Regions from separate parts of the Sus scrofa genome. Here regions 1 and 2 are each linked to region 3. The links are chromatin contacts, called in public HiChIP or PLAC-seq maps. All regions are on one chromosome and are shown on one strand. Each heading gives the region's core, a stretch centred on a gene start, on an enhancer-like site or on the middle of the called end of the contact. The rest is flanking DNA. Distances are from core to core; before and after follow the strand shown.

Evidence for each region. HiChIP or PLAC-seq counts read pairs in DNA pulled down with a chosen protein or histone mark.
Region 1: an H3K27ac HiChIP or PLAC-seq map of alveolar macrophages shows a contact between it and region 3. The contact joins two enhancer-like sites. A contact is called at or near these places in 3 of 47 Hi-C or Micro-C datasets (embryonic fibroblasts, mesenchymal stem cells and omental adipose tissue) and 2 of 2 datasets of contacts at active chromatin or transcription factors (alveolar macrophages and skeletal muscle).
Region 2: a contact with region 3 is called in an H3K27ac HiChIP or PLAC-seq map of alveolar macrophages. The contact joins two enhancer-like sites. A contact is called at or near these places in 1 of 47 Hi-C or Micro-C datasets (omental adipose tissue) and 2 of 2 datasets of contacts at active chromatin or transcription factors (alveolar macrophages and skeletal muscle).

The regions. Positions count from the first base shown.
Region 1 is chr16:50,436,701-50,440,876 of Sscrofa11.1, forward strand. It overlaps CPEB4 (cytoplasmic polyadenylation element-binding protein 4), which reads right to left. Exons shown (of 8, transcript XM_005657625.3): 6 at 2,513-2,627; 7 at 915-1,096. It overlaps LOC102164640 (a long non-coding RNA gene), which reads left to right. Exons shown (of 6, transcript XR_002339629.1): 6 at 1-675. Among named protein-coding and RNA genes, the nearest start is that of C16H5orf47, 39 kb to the left of the region's middle. Within about 2 kb of position 1,386, at least 3 of the 83 cell types and tissues checked have an H3K27ac peak or open chromatin away from gene starts, as enhancers often do. A contact at or near this core is called in alveolar macrophages, where this site is marked.
Region 2 is chr16:50,412,079-50,415,824 of Sscrofa11.1, forward strand. No RefSeq gene overlaps it. Among named protein-coding and RNA genes, the nearest start is that of C16H5orf47, 14 kb to the left of the region's middle. Within about 2 kb of position 2,238, at least 17 of the 83 cell types and tissues checked have an H3K27ac peak or open chromatin away from gene starts, as enhancers often do. A contact at or near this core is called in alveolar macrophages, where this site is marked.
Region 3 is chr16:50,707,755-50,711,916 of Sscrofa11.1, forward strand. All of the region lies in intron 2 of LOC102164818 (a long non-coding RNA gene), which reads right to left. Among named protein-coding and RNA genes, the nearest start is that of BOD1, 25 kb to the right of the region's middle. Within about 2 kb of position 2,662, at least 8 of the 83 cell types and tissues checked have an H3K27ac peak or open chromatin away from gene starts, as enhancers often do. A contact at or near this core is called in alveolar macrophages, where this site is marked.

The sequences.
Region 1 (4,176 bases), core at 136-2,635, 270 kb before region 3:
GACAGACAGTGAGTTTGGGGTTAGTGCTGCAAACTTTTATTTTGAATGGATAAGCAAGGAGGTCCTACCGTACAGCACAGGGAACTAGAGCCAATCTCTTGGATAGAAGAGGACGGAAGAGAACACGAGAAGAATGTGTGTATGTATGACTGGCTCACTTCGCTGCATAGCAGAAACTCATACAACACTGTAAATCTACTCTACTTTAATAAAAAGATTAAAAAAAGAAAAACCAAAAAACTCATCTGTAAATGTAAAGAAAGAAGACAAATAATGGAACACAGAGTCTCAAATATAATAGCCTGGAAAACAGAAGAAAGAGTTATCTTTGAGGTTTTATCCAGCCTTTTGATTCAGAGCCAACAAAGAGGAATTTAAAGTAATGAACCACTCCCTGATTTCAGGTGGGAAGACAGATTGCAAATGAAAAGATTATGATTTCTTTTACTTAATCTGTTACAATGAAATATTTCTTACACATGCAGCCCTTGAGGTGAATTTCTTCAGTCATTTGTTATACAGCGCATAGGAAAACAGGGCTCGCTGAGATATTCTCGATACCCCAGGTTTAAAAAAGAAGGCGAGGAGCTCTCAAGGGCATTCACATTTGTATACTTATAACACAGTACAAAGGATTTGGTAAATACTTATTGAATGACCAACTGAACAAACGAATGGATGAGGTGAAAGTCAATTATAGTGTTCTGGTCAGGCTACTCAGAAAACGACGAGAGAGGAAATTCATAGGAAACTCTTAGATGTATCCTACAGCACGCATCTGTCTAATGGGTCCTATAGGCATAACCACCCGCTGTCGATTTAAATCCCCCCCGCCCCCCCCCCACCCATTCCAAGCTTGGTGATGACACAGAGGGTCATTCTGAGAACTTTCCAGAATGTAGTCCAGGACTTACCCGTTTATCTATCTCTCCATGCTGCAGCTGCACGAAGCGGGCACTGATAGCAGCTATGTAACTCTGTTGATTAGAGAAAGCGACGCGCCCAGCTCCTTTTGGGTACTTCAGCTCAGGGTCGGTATCAATCCCGGCATAGCACACACCTCCGTACAGCCGGTCCATTATCATGGCAAGCTCCACTGCATACGGAGGAGGGAGCAGACACGACATTTGAAGTCAGGAAAATTCATCTGGCTCAGCAAAGATTTCAGCAAAAGCAGTTCCTCTGTCCATCATTATAATATTATTAAAATGACACTAGTTTCTACAACCAGCTGTCTATTGCATTTATCTTTATTCTAATGTAACTAAGGCCAGGGACTCTGCTGGGTGTCTCACAGATATTCGCTCTTGATCTTCACAACACTATGAAGTAGGGAAGTAGTAACTTCCTGAGGAAAGTGGGACAGAGAGGACGATCAGTCTGTGCAAGGTCATGGGAAGTGAAAAGAGTGTGCCCTCGTCTGTCTGCTCTATACCATGGCGCCGCCACATATTTACCAGTTAACAGTGTATTGCTTAATATAAATAGTCTTTTGGACACTACAAATCGGATAGGTAGCCTCTTTGGGGGTCCTTCGAGTGTATTTCCATCAAAACCCATTTTACCTTTCCTTACAGTCTAGCTATGTGCCAGTTTCCCACATAGAAACTTGAGATAATAAATGTATCTTCTCCATGAAGAGTTACAGTTTTGAAGCTGCATTCTTACCCACTTTATGCTCAGTGTGTGTGTGTGTGTGTGTGTGTGTGTGTCTCTGTCTCATATAGGGGCGTGCCTGCGGCATATGGAGGTTCCCAGGCTAGGGAGTCTATTCGGAGCTGTAGCTGCTGACCTACACCAGAGCCACAGCAACGCCAGATCCGAGTCGCATCTGTGACCTATGGATCCTTAACCCACTGAGCGAGGCCAGGGATCGAACCCTCGACCTCATGGTTCCTAGTCAGATTTGTTTCCGCTGCACCACGAAGGAAACCCCCACACTTTATGTTCTTTATCTCACTTATACTATTAACCCTCAAATTATTTCAAGTTGGGGATGAAATGTCTTTTGTAAGGACTGTTCTAGGCACAGATGCACTGCTGATGCAGAGCTCAGTTAATGGCTCCCGAGCACATGGGGACATGGGCAACAATGACCATCTCGACAAATGACTCATTCCTGAAGCCCTTCTCTCTCAGACGACGATGAGAGTGACGAGCAAAAGCATTACGTGCGCTGCTCCAAGAACTGCGGATCTGTGATATCATTAAATCCTCAAAACAACTCCACATAAAGTACATACTTATCCATCTATTGGACAGATGAGGAGACTGAGATTTAGAGAAATTAATTTGTCTAAGGTTACCTGGCTTTTGAGTAACTTTTTATTTTTTAATTTTTTTTTAGCTGAACACATGAATTCAAAGCCAGACACTGATTCTAGAACTCTCACTCTTAGACATAAACGCAAATGCTTATGGAGAATTTATCCTGGAAAATGTGTATAAGATGTTTCTTATGCTAAAGGATGTTTTTTTTTGTTTGTTTTTTGGTTTCTTTGTTTGGTCATACCAGCTCGCAACGGTCGAGGAACACCACCAACAAATATAGTTTTTCGTGGGTCAAGAGGCTGTGAACCATCCATCACAAAGTCACTGTCACTGAGATTCCAAGGTCGAATCTGGACCTAGGGAGTGTGCAAACCAAAATGTCTCATTCTTGATACAGATAATTTATGGGGGAAAGAAGTTTAAAATTATTGCATAGCATTTTACTTTTAAAAGCAATAATCCATATCATTACAAATCAATAAAACTGTAAAAGTAGAAAAGACCTAAAAGGAGCATATCCCAACCCTTCATTTCCTTTTTAAGAGTAAACTAAACCAAGGTGGACAGTTCAATTGAATTGCTTATTATAAGTCAAATCACTTAACATGGCCTTAATTATCTGTAAGTTGATTAACTATCTCAGCTTATTTGGGCCTCTATACTACCCAATCACCCAGGATCTATGTAATTTAAATTTGGCATGGGATTTGATGTTGATTAGTATACAGTGCTAAGTAAACTAGGATTGTGTGCTCGACCCCATGTCCAGGAAATGCAAACTACTTCTGATACTAGCAAATCTGTTGCATTGCTTCAAAAAGCATTTCAAAATAAAAATATTGATGATATTTACAGTAAATGTTTTATGATAAAACACTTTAGTGTGTCCATTACCTCAACCAAGAATCATGCACCTCAATTTAACTGTTTGCATCATCAATCGTTAAAAATGCTTGCACCAAAGTCTAAGGGGTTCATAGTGGGGTATTCCCAACATGCACACCAACCAAGTCCTAAGGCCAGAAGGCCCCCAATTTAAATACCTATGGGGACTGGCAGGGAACAAACATGTCAAGCAGAGAGGGTCTAGGCCACACAGGAACTCTGGGACAACCCCAAGACACCAAGAAGAGCTCCACAAGTTACTGCTAGAGCTGAGCCCACTGACACCTCCATCCTGCGCTATACTCCATCACTGGGTGCTGGCTGAGGGATAAACTATTATTAGCCAGATGTGTCAAAACAAGCTAGTTGCTACCACTCCTTAAGGCTAAATTTTGTAACAAAAACTTTTTCAAAAGAAACAATACACAACGTACCTTTATGTATATACATCATTCATGTGACTTGTGAGAGTACCACATGCAAAAAGTTAAGGATAGCCTTGGGTAAAAACAATTTTTTTTTTAAGGCCGTACTTGCGGTATATGGAAGTTTCTGGGCTAGGGATCAAATTGGGGCTGCAGCTGAGACCTATGCCACAGCAACACCAGATCCAAGTCGCATCTGGAACCTATGCTGTAGCTTATGGCAATGCCAGATCCTGAACCTACTGAGTGAGGCCAGGGATCAAACCCACTCCTCCTAGAGACAATGTCAGGTCTTTAACCTGCTGAGCCACAATGGGAAATCCTGGGCAAAATCTTGATCAAAGAGAGGAAGGAGAAAGACAGGTAGATATATTTGTGCTTTGAGTTCTATTATTCAGAGGAAACTCAGCTACTTATCAAATGCATTACCAGCTGAAGTCTTTTAATAGAAAGATTTTCTAACTTTTAATTAACCAAAAAGTCAATGCCAAAATAATGTGCACAAATATACAGAATGTCAATGTTAGGAACTTGACAGCAACAAAACTTTTTCATTTTGATTCTACTTACAACCATGTCAATTCACAGATACATC
Region 2 (3,746 bases), core at 988-3,487, 300 kb before region 3:
AGCACAGCATGTGAGAATGGCACCTGAGCTTAGAGGTGTTGGATCTTTCCGCTTTGTTCTCATTCCTGTCACTGGATGTCTGTGGCTTTTGTTTAAACTCTAGGTACTGTAGACTGTCTCCACTTGAGGGGCCCTTTGTAAAGGATCTGGCGCCGCTGATTTCCTAGGGACCTCATGGATGGTAGGACCCCATCCTCTAGGGAGCTGAGAGAGTATCCCCTAGATAGGAAGTAAGGAAACTGAGCACATCCCCCCTGCCCTGCTGCCTCACTACCACTCAACACCCCCCCCCCCGCCACAATCCTGGTTTTGGAGCCCAAGCTGTCAAATTCATTCCTTTTTCTTTTTCTTTCTTTCTTTTTTTTTTTTGTGTGTGTCTTTTTGCCATTTCTTGGGCCTTTCCTGTGGCATATGGAGGCTCCCAGGCTAGGGGTCTAATCGGAACTGTAGCCACCGGCCTACACCAGAGCCACAGCAACGCGGGATCCGATCCGCGTCTGCAACCTACACCACAGCTCACAGCACCACAGCTCACAGCAACGCCGGATCGTTAACCCACTGAGCAGGGGCAGGGACCGAACCGGCAACCTCATGGTTCCTAGTCGGATTTGTTAACCACTGCGCCACGATGGGAACTCCTTTTTTTTTTTTTTTTTTTTGTCTTTTTGCTATTTCTTTGGGCCGCTCCCAAGGCATATGGAGGTTCCCAGGCCAGGGGTCGAAACGGAGCTGTAGCCACTGGCCTACGCCAGAGCCACAGCAACGCGGGATCCGTAGAGACTTTCTATACACTAGGAACATTTGGAGCCTCTCAGGAGTAGGAAACCCCATTTGCAGCAGCGTGGAAGATCCAAAATACTTTGCGATCAATTTAAGGAGATATTCAAAAACCTATAGTAATGAATATTTGAAATGTACTCTACCTTAATCAGAGTAACACTTAAGCAGTATTAGAGTTGGTTCAATGCCTCCAATGAGTTCATTACTTGTTATAACAAGGTCTTTCATACCCTTCCAAACAGGCCAAGAATTTCATGAGAATTTTGGGGTAGGAAGGGGTCTTGTGTAAAAATGAACATTTGTAGTTGATACTCTCTTTCTGAATCTTCTTTGTCTATGTAGTATTAGGCAGGTCTTGTTTTCTTCTGCTTTCATGAAGATTTTTCCTTTGTGAAGTGTTCTGAAAGAATTGTGTATACTTGTCTGATTGTCTGCTTTCATCTTCTGAATGTAAATGCTGATAAGACAAGGAATTTGCTGGCTTTGCCACTACAACAGGACGAACACTTGGATGAATGATAGAATGAATAAGAAAACTCCTGGGTATAATTCTCCTTTGCAGATTACCACCTTTGGCTAACAGAGAATGAGTTCAAAATTCAGATTAGAGGTCCTATGAATAATAATTATGCCGTTTCTTTGTAAGGCAGTATCTCCTGAGATTGACCTTAGCAACTCCCAATGCTGGGTGTGGGCCTCATATGTCACTAGGGCTCAGATTGCACAAATGACTCACCAAAATCACATAGACACCACACACACACACACACACACACCCCTACCCCTGAGGCCTCAAATCAAGGTCTTTGTCTCCAGAATATATATGCCAAGAGGACACATGCCTCTGTGTCCTATCCGCCAGTATACTCTGGATAAATAATATGCATATATTTGTTGAAGAAATAACTGAAGAAACTCCTGGATACAATTCTCTTTCTGGGACTAGGGCAAATTCTAAAACATAGCAGCTTCTAGCCTCTTGCCCTCTCTGGCTTGTCTGTTCTGGCATCAGGAGAGGCCAGTGCTTTGCTCCTTCTCCCCTCCCCCCGACCCCTTCCCTGGAGCCTGGGTCCCCCAGCCTCTAGTCCAGGAGCTGCACCCTCAGCCCAGGCAGACTCTTCTCCCAGCTTCCGCCAAGGCTTCACAGGGACTAAGTTTCGGCTTCTTCAGCTTGGTGTCAGAAACCTGTTAGAAACTTGCAGAGTCTCAGCTCCCAGTGGGGCCGAACCAGAAGCCACATTTGAGCACTGTCCCGGGGTCCCATTAGCATTTGAGGGCTCTGAGCTGCCTTTATCAAGCATTCCGATTTCTATTTTGCTGGGGAAATACCTGGGCCTTGGGGCCCCATCAGCCTACTGGTCCTCCTGAAGCACTGCGATCTCTTACTGGCGGTTTTGAGAGCTGGCTTTGGAAAGAGAACCAACGTCAGGATCCTGTGAGTCACCCACTTGGCAAACATTTATTAAGCACTTATGATGTGCAAGGCCCATGACAGGTCCTGAGGACACAAACATGATTAACACAGTGTATATCTCCCCTGCTGAAAAAAGCAGAGACACAGACTCCATAGGTTGATAATAAATGCTAGTCAGAAAGAGCACTTCTGGTAACAAAGTGTGATGATGTTGAATAGGGATGCGGGTGTTTAGAAAGAGTGATTCAGGAAGTTCTCGCAGAGGAGTAGGTGTTTTTTCTAAGTCCCAGAGGTGGAATGAGGAGCCAGCTCTGTTCTGCATTGCGTTGAAGTGGAGGAGAGGGTGGGGCAGGGTGAGCAAATGATTTTTCACCTGAGGAAAAACACAAGTATGTAGACCCAGCCCCAGGAAAGACGACTTGCACTGGACGAAGGAGAGAGGTCTGCTTGTGGCTTGAGGGCACAATGAAGAGGGAGAGACAAAAAAGATGGAATTCTCTGTCTTGGCACAACGGGAACCAGTCCAACTAGTATCCATGAGGATGAGGGTTGGATCCCTGGCCTTGCTTAGTGGATCAGGGATCTGGTGTTTCTGTGAGCTGCGGCTCAGATTTGGTCCCTGGCCTGGGAACTTACCTGTGCTGAGGGTGCAGCCCTAAAAAGCAAAAAAAAAAAAAAAAAAAAAAAAAGTAGAAGAGGAGGTTAGGGTGGGGGGTGGAGCTGGCGCCTGGGAAAACATGCGATTTTATTATCTCCAGGGCCATAGGAAGCTGCTGTAAGGTTTTAGCAGCAAGGCTTGGCAAAGTCAGCTTGCTGTTCCACCTTAGCTGCAGGGGAAGAATTGCAGCAGGGAGAGGATGGCAGCGAGGAGGTTGTAGCCTGTGGGGCACTAGGATTCACATCACTGGATCCTCATGCCAGTCCTGGGAGCTGAGGATCATGGTCCCCTCTGAACAGAGATGAGTGCCTTTGGGTGGTGTATGTAACCCCACAGAAGAGAAAGGGACTTTCCCAAGGTAGCTGCTTCCAGCAATGGCCAGATCTGGGATAATAATGGTCTTGCTAATGAGGGTCTCTAATGTTTATAGTTTGGGGTATTTCTGCTTGTTTTTTTATGCCCCCCCCCCCGCACTTTTTAGGGCAGAACCTGTGGCAAATGGAAGTTCCCAGGCTTGGGGTGGAATCAGCTGCAGCTGCCGGCCACAGCCACAGCCCCAGCAACGCCAGTTCCAAGCCAAGTCTGTGACCTACACCACAGCTCCTGGCAATGATGAATCCTAAACCCACTGAGTGAGGCTAAGATCAGACCTGAATCTTCATGGATACTAGTTGGGTTTCCACTGAGCCACAGTGGGAACTCCATTTTTGTAGTTATTGTTTGTTTTAACTTTTGCCTCATTTAATGCTTACCTGAACCAGACCATGGAGATATTAGTTTTTGCCTCCCCCCTTTTTTAATTACTCAAATGAATTTATCACATCTGTAGTTGTATAATGATCATAACAATCTGATTTCACAGGATTTCCATCCCACAGCCCAAGCACATCCCCC
Region 3 (4,162 bases), core at 1,412-3,911:
GCCTGACCCCTGGAGACAGATGAAGAACTTGAGTATCTTGCACGATTCCAAGGGAGGGGGAGAGGGAGCCAGGAGAGAGCTCCTGAACCTTCTGCTAAACTGGGAATAGGGGGCTTTGGTTTACATGGCAAAATGACACATGACCTCTTTTATGCACCAGACTGGGGGAAAAGTTAAACTGCTCCCCTTCCATACTTTAGGAAATACAGACACGTGTGGCTAGTTGGAGGAAGTGGGGGCGGGAAGGATGTGAAAATTTGGGGCAGGGGAGCCTCCCCTGGCACTGAGGAAAGGAGAGATGGATCACTTACTCCACTCACTGGTTCTGGGGCGGAAGCGACCTGGACATATGCGTTAAACTGATCACCACTGGCCCTTCATGAAGAGGAGGGCAGGGTGGTCCTGGGGTTCAAAGAGTCCCTGGATCCCCCTGGCTGCAGCCCCTACTGTGCCAGCACATGCCATGAGATCAGGCTTCTAGAAAGCCTCGGGCTTTAAAAATGCAGAGTCTGGTGAATTCCAGACATTCTGAGCCACTGCACAGACAGCACCCACCATGTCCCAGCTAGGGAAGCCTTCTGAAAGCTCTCCTGGAATGCGACTTATTTGTCCGTAGGTTGTTTTGAGATTTTCAGTGGAGAATCGGGGTCTTAATTCAGAGAAGCCAAGCATATACTTTTAAAATGCCAATAAGCAAAAGTTCATTACTGCTGTGCCAAATGAGAGGCAGCCAGCCCACGCAGAACTCCTCGGCTCTAAATTTACAAGTGCAGCCAGCTTCTGAACTTCAAGTCCTCCTACGAGGCTGAGGCCCTGGCTAGAGGAATTCAGTTGTTTTGGGGGCCATGATGAACATGTTCTAAAATTGATTGTTCTGATGTTCTCACCAGTGTGAACAAACTGGAAACCATGAACTCATAGGCTTTAAAGGGGGGACTATATGGTACGTGAATCGTATCTACCATATTACATAAAAGAAGCCCGAGAGGACTGACTGACTTTGACCGTCAGCCCTGCTCTGAGCCAGTGTGGGACGAGAAGCTAGTTTCCCAACCTGGCTGAGCTTGGTTCCACCACCTCTAAAGTGATACGAAATGATCACCTTATACTTACATCCCAGACTCAGTATGAAGGGGAAACGAGAGGCCATCTGTGACACTGATTGATCCATGGGTCACCCTCCATAAATGTATGTGCCTTATCAAGTCCCTGTTCTGTATCAGACACTGGGACACAGAGACAAATGTGCCTTTCCTCTTGCCTTCAAGGAGAAAGCAGTTAAGGTGGGAGATGGGCAGTGATATTAAAGGGCCAGCAGTGCTGTGATTCAGAGTCCAGAGGGCACCAGGAAGACGGCGGTCCCTCCTCAGACACATCTTCCCTGACCCCAATCCCACAACCCAACACTGTCTGCTGCATCACCCTCCTTGCTGCTATGGCACCATCAGAATGTATTCTCTTGCATTTACTGGGTGCTTCCTTCATGCCTGCCTCTCCACCAAGACTGGCAGCTCCATGAGAGCAAGGCCCTTGTCTGGCTGGGTCCCCAGTGGCCAGAACCGCATCCTACATACTCAGTAAATATTTGCTGAATGAAAGCAGCAGGATGAGGCTTGGGGGATGAAGAAGCCTGGGTATTCTGGGCTGAGAGGGCCACAGCCAAAGCCACGGAGACTGGACTGTACGGCAGAGGGGGAAGCGGCGGGAGGGGAAGTGGCAGGAAAAGAAAATGGAGATACAGGTGGGGCCGCCCCAGGGCAAGACTCGGCTCTCACTCCGGAAAGGGGACTCTAACCACTACCGAGTTCCCCCCTCTCTGCTGACTCCAGTCTATGGCAAAACCCACAGATTCCTGTTAGGTGTGCTGAGTGCAGCCTGTGTGTTTCTATAGCAACCGTCACCATGGCAGCAGAGGCCTGGATCCAACTTCCGGCACTGCTAAGGCCCTGAGCTCCTGTCCCCCTCCCCCAGCATCCTCCATCCCGCAACATAGAAGGAGACCCGGCTGGGCATCCACACTGGTGGCAGGCAAGGAGGGCTGTGCCCAGGTGTGGGACACAGGATGTCAGAATTAAACATCAGATATGTCACAACAGACACACCTGCCAAGCACAGATGCAGCAGCCTGAGCATTTGCTAGCAATTGCAATTTGCATGGCTTTGCCCGGGCAGGGGATGGGGAGTTGGGTTTGAAGGCACACCAAGTGGCGGAGCAGACTGGCCTCCATGTGGGCTGGCTGGGTGGGGCGTGGAGCTCAGGGTAGGAGGCCTGGAAAAATCCCAGCTTCCTCGGCTCCCAGACCCATGGCCTTGCTGAGCCTCGTGCTCCCATTTTTCCAAACGGGATAGATAAACAATGATAGCAGCAGCCCATTTCAGATATTGGAAACCAGCACCGTGTCTTGCCCCTGACAGGCATTTGATATTTAGCGAGAGACAAATTATGTGAATTAACAAATAATAATAAAAAGGACTGTCATCTCTCAGTCAACAAAGCCACAAGTCCCAGGCCCCTCTCTCTTCACTCTCCTCCCCGCTCCACGTTCTGTTCAAACCCAGTTCTGTTACATGGGCTTTGTCTCATCTGTTCTCTGCTGCACCCCAGCCTCTTGGAGGAGTGATCACAGGTTCCTGAGTCACAGACATGAGTTCTAATCCGGCTGCTGTGACTTGCTGTCCTTGTGACCCCAGGCAGGTTGACTCATTTCTCAACTGCTGCTGAGATCCCTTTAGTTGCAAGACTCAGAAACGCACACAGACTGGCTTCGGTCCAAAGGCAGGAGGAGGATAAGGTTCCAGATTTGGCAAATAAAAATATAGGATGCCCGGTTAAACCTGGATTTTAGATAAACAACAAATAATGTTTTAGTATAGGTATGTCTCAAATATTGCACGGGACATAGTTAGATGAAAAAAGTCACTGTTTATCAGAAATGCAAATTTAACTGGCCAACCTATGTTTTCCCTGTCAACCCTGGGTGGGACAGGTACTTAGAACTCACGAAACAAGCTGGATCCGGAGTTCAAGTAACAGCATGAGGATTGCCTCAGACTCCCTCGCCTCCTGTCCCCATCTGGGGCTTTGCATTTTGCAACCTTGGAGAGGCGCACTCCTTGGGGCAAAAAACCATCAGCTGGGCCCTCTCCTTAGGACTGTTATGCAGAAGCTCCCCCCTGCCTCCCACTCTCCCTCCTCCTGCCCTCTGTCCCTCTCATCCTGTGCCCACACTAAGCCCTGGACCCGCTGGGTGCTCTCCCTTTTCTGCCACCAGGCAGTGAGCACTCACTCCCCTAGACTTTGCTGTCCGGCAGGGCCCAGCACCCTCACACCCCGGCATGGTCTACCCCCACCCACGCTGCATCTCACCCCTACACCTCCTACACACACACACACACACACACACACACACACACACACACACACACACACACACATTTTTCCCCTCCCAGGAGTCCAGGAGTGTTTTTGCCCTGGACCTCAGTTTCCTGCTCTGGACCATCCAGAGGCCACAAACACCAACAACACCAGGGCTTTGGCCAGGATTTTAAGGACAGCAGCAACTCCATCTCAGGCCCCTTGTCAGGTTGGACAACAGGCTCATCATTGCCAAGGCCCCAGAATTTACCAAAGAACAAGTAATCCGAATAGAATAGAAAACTTAGTTTTGAGTGGAGGTCCCCTGCCCGTAATCTCTGGACTAGATGGCCCAGCCCTGTGATCTAGGGTGGGCCTCTCAGGGGTGTTCCTGGGAAATACCTTCAGTAGGCGCCTGAGGGGACTATTTAAAGTGCATTATCTGGCCCCACCCAGACTCCTCAGACCCAGCACCCAGGAATCTGCATTTTAGCCAGCACCCTCAGATGTTGATCATACTCACTAAAATTTGAAAACTACAAATTCTGCCTTTTACATTTTTTTTTTTTTTGCTTATGGCTACACCTGCAGCATATGGAAGATCCCAGGCCAGGGACAGAATCCAAGTCGAGGCTGCAACCTACATCACAGCTAACACCAGATACTTAAACCCATTGCACTGGGCCAGGGATAGAATCCAAGCCTCCAAAGCCACTTGAGCCTCTGCAGTCAGACTCTTAATCCACTACACTACAGCAAGGACTCCTGGCTTTTCCATTTTAATAGGAAATTAAACTCTTCGTTTGC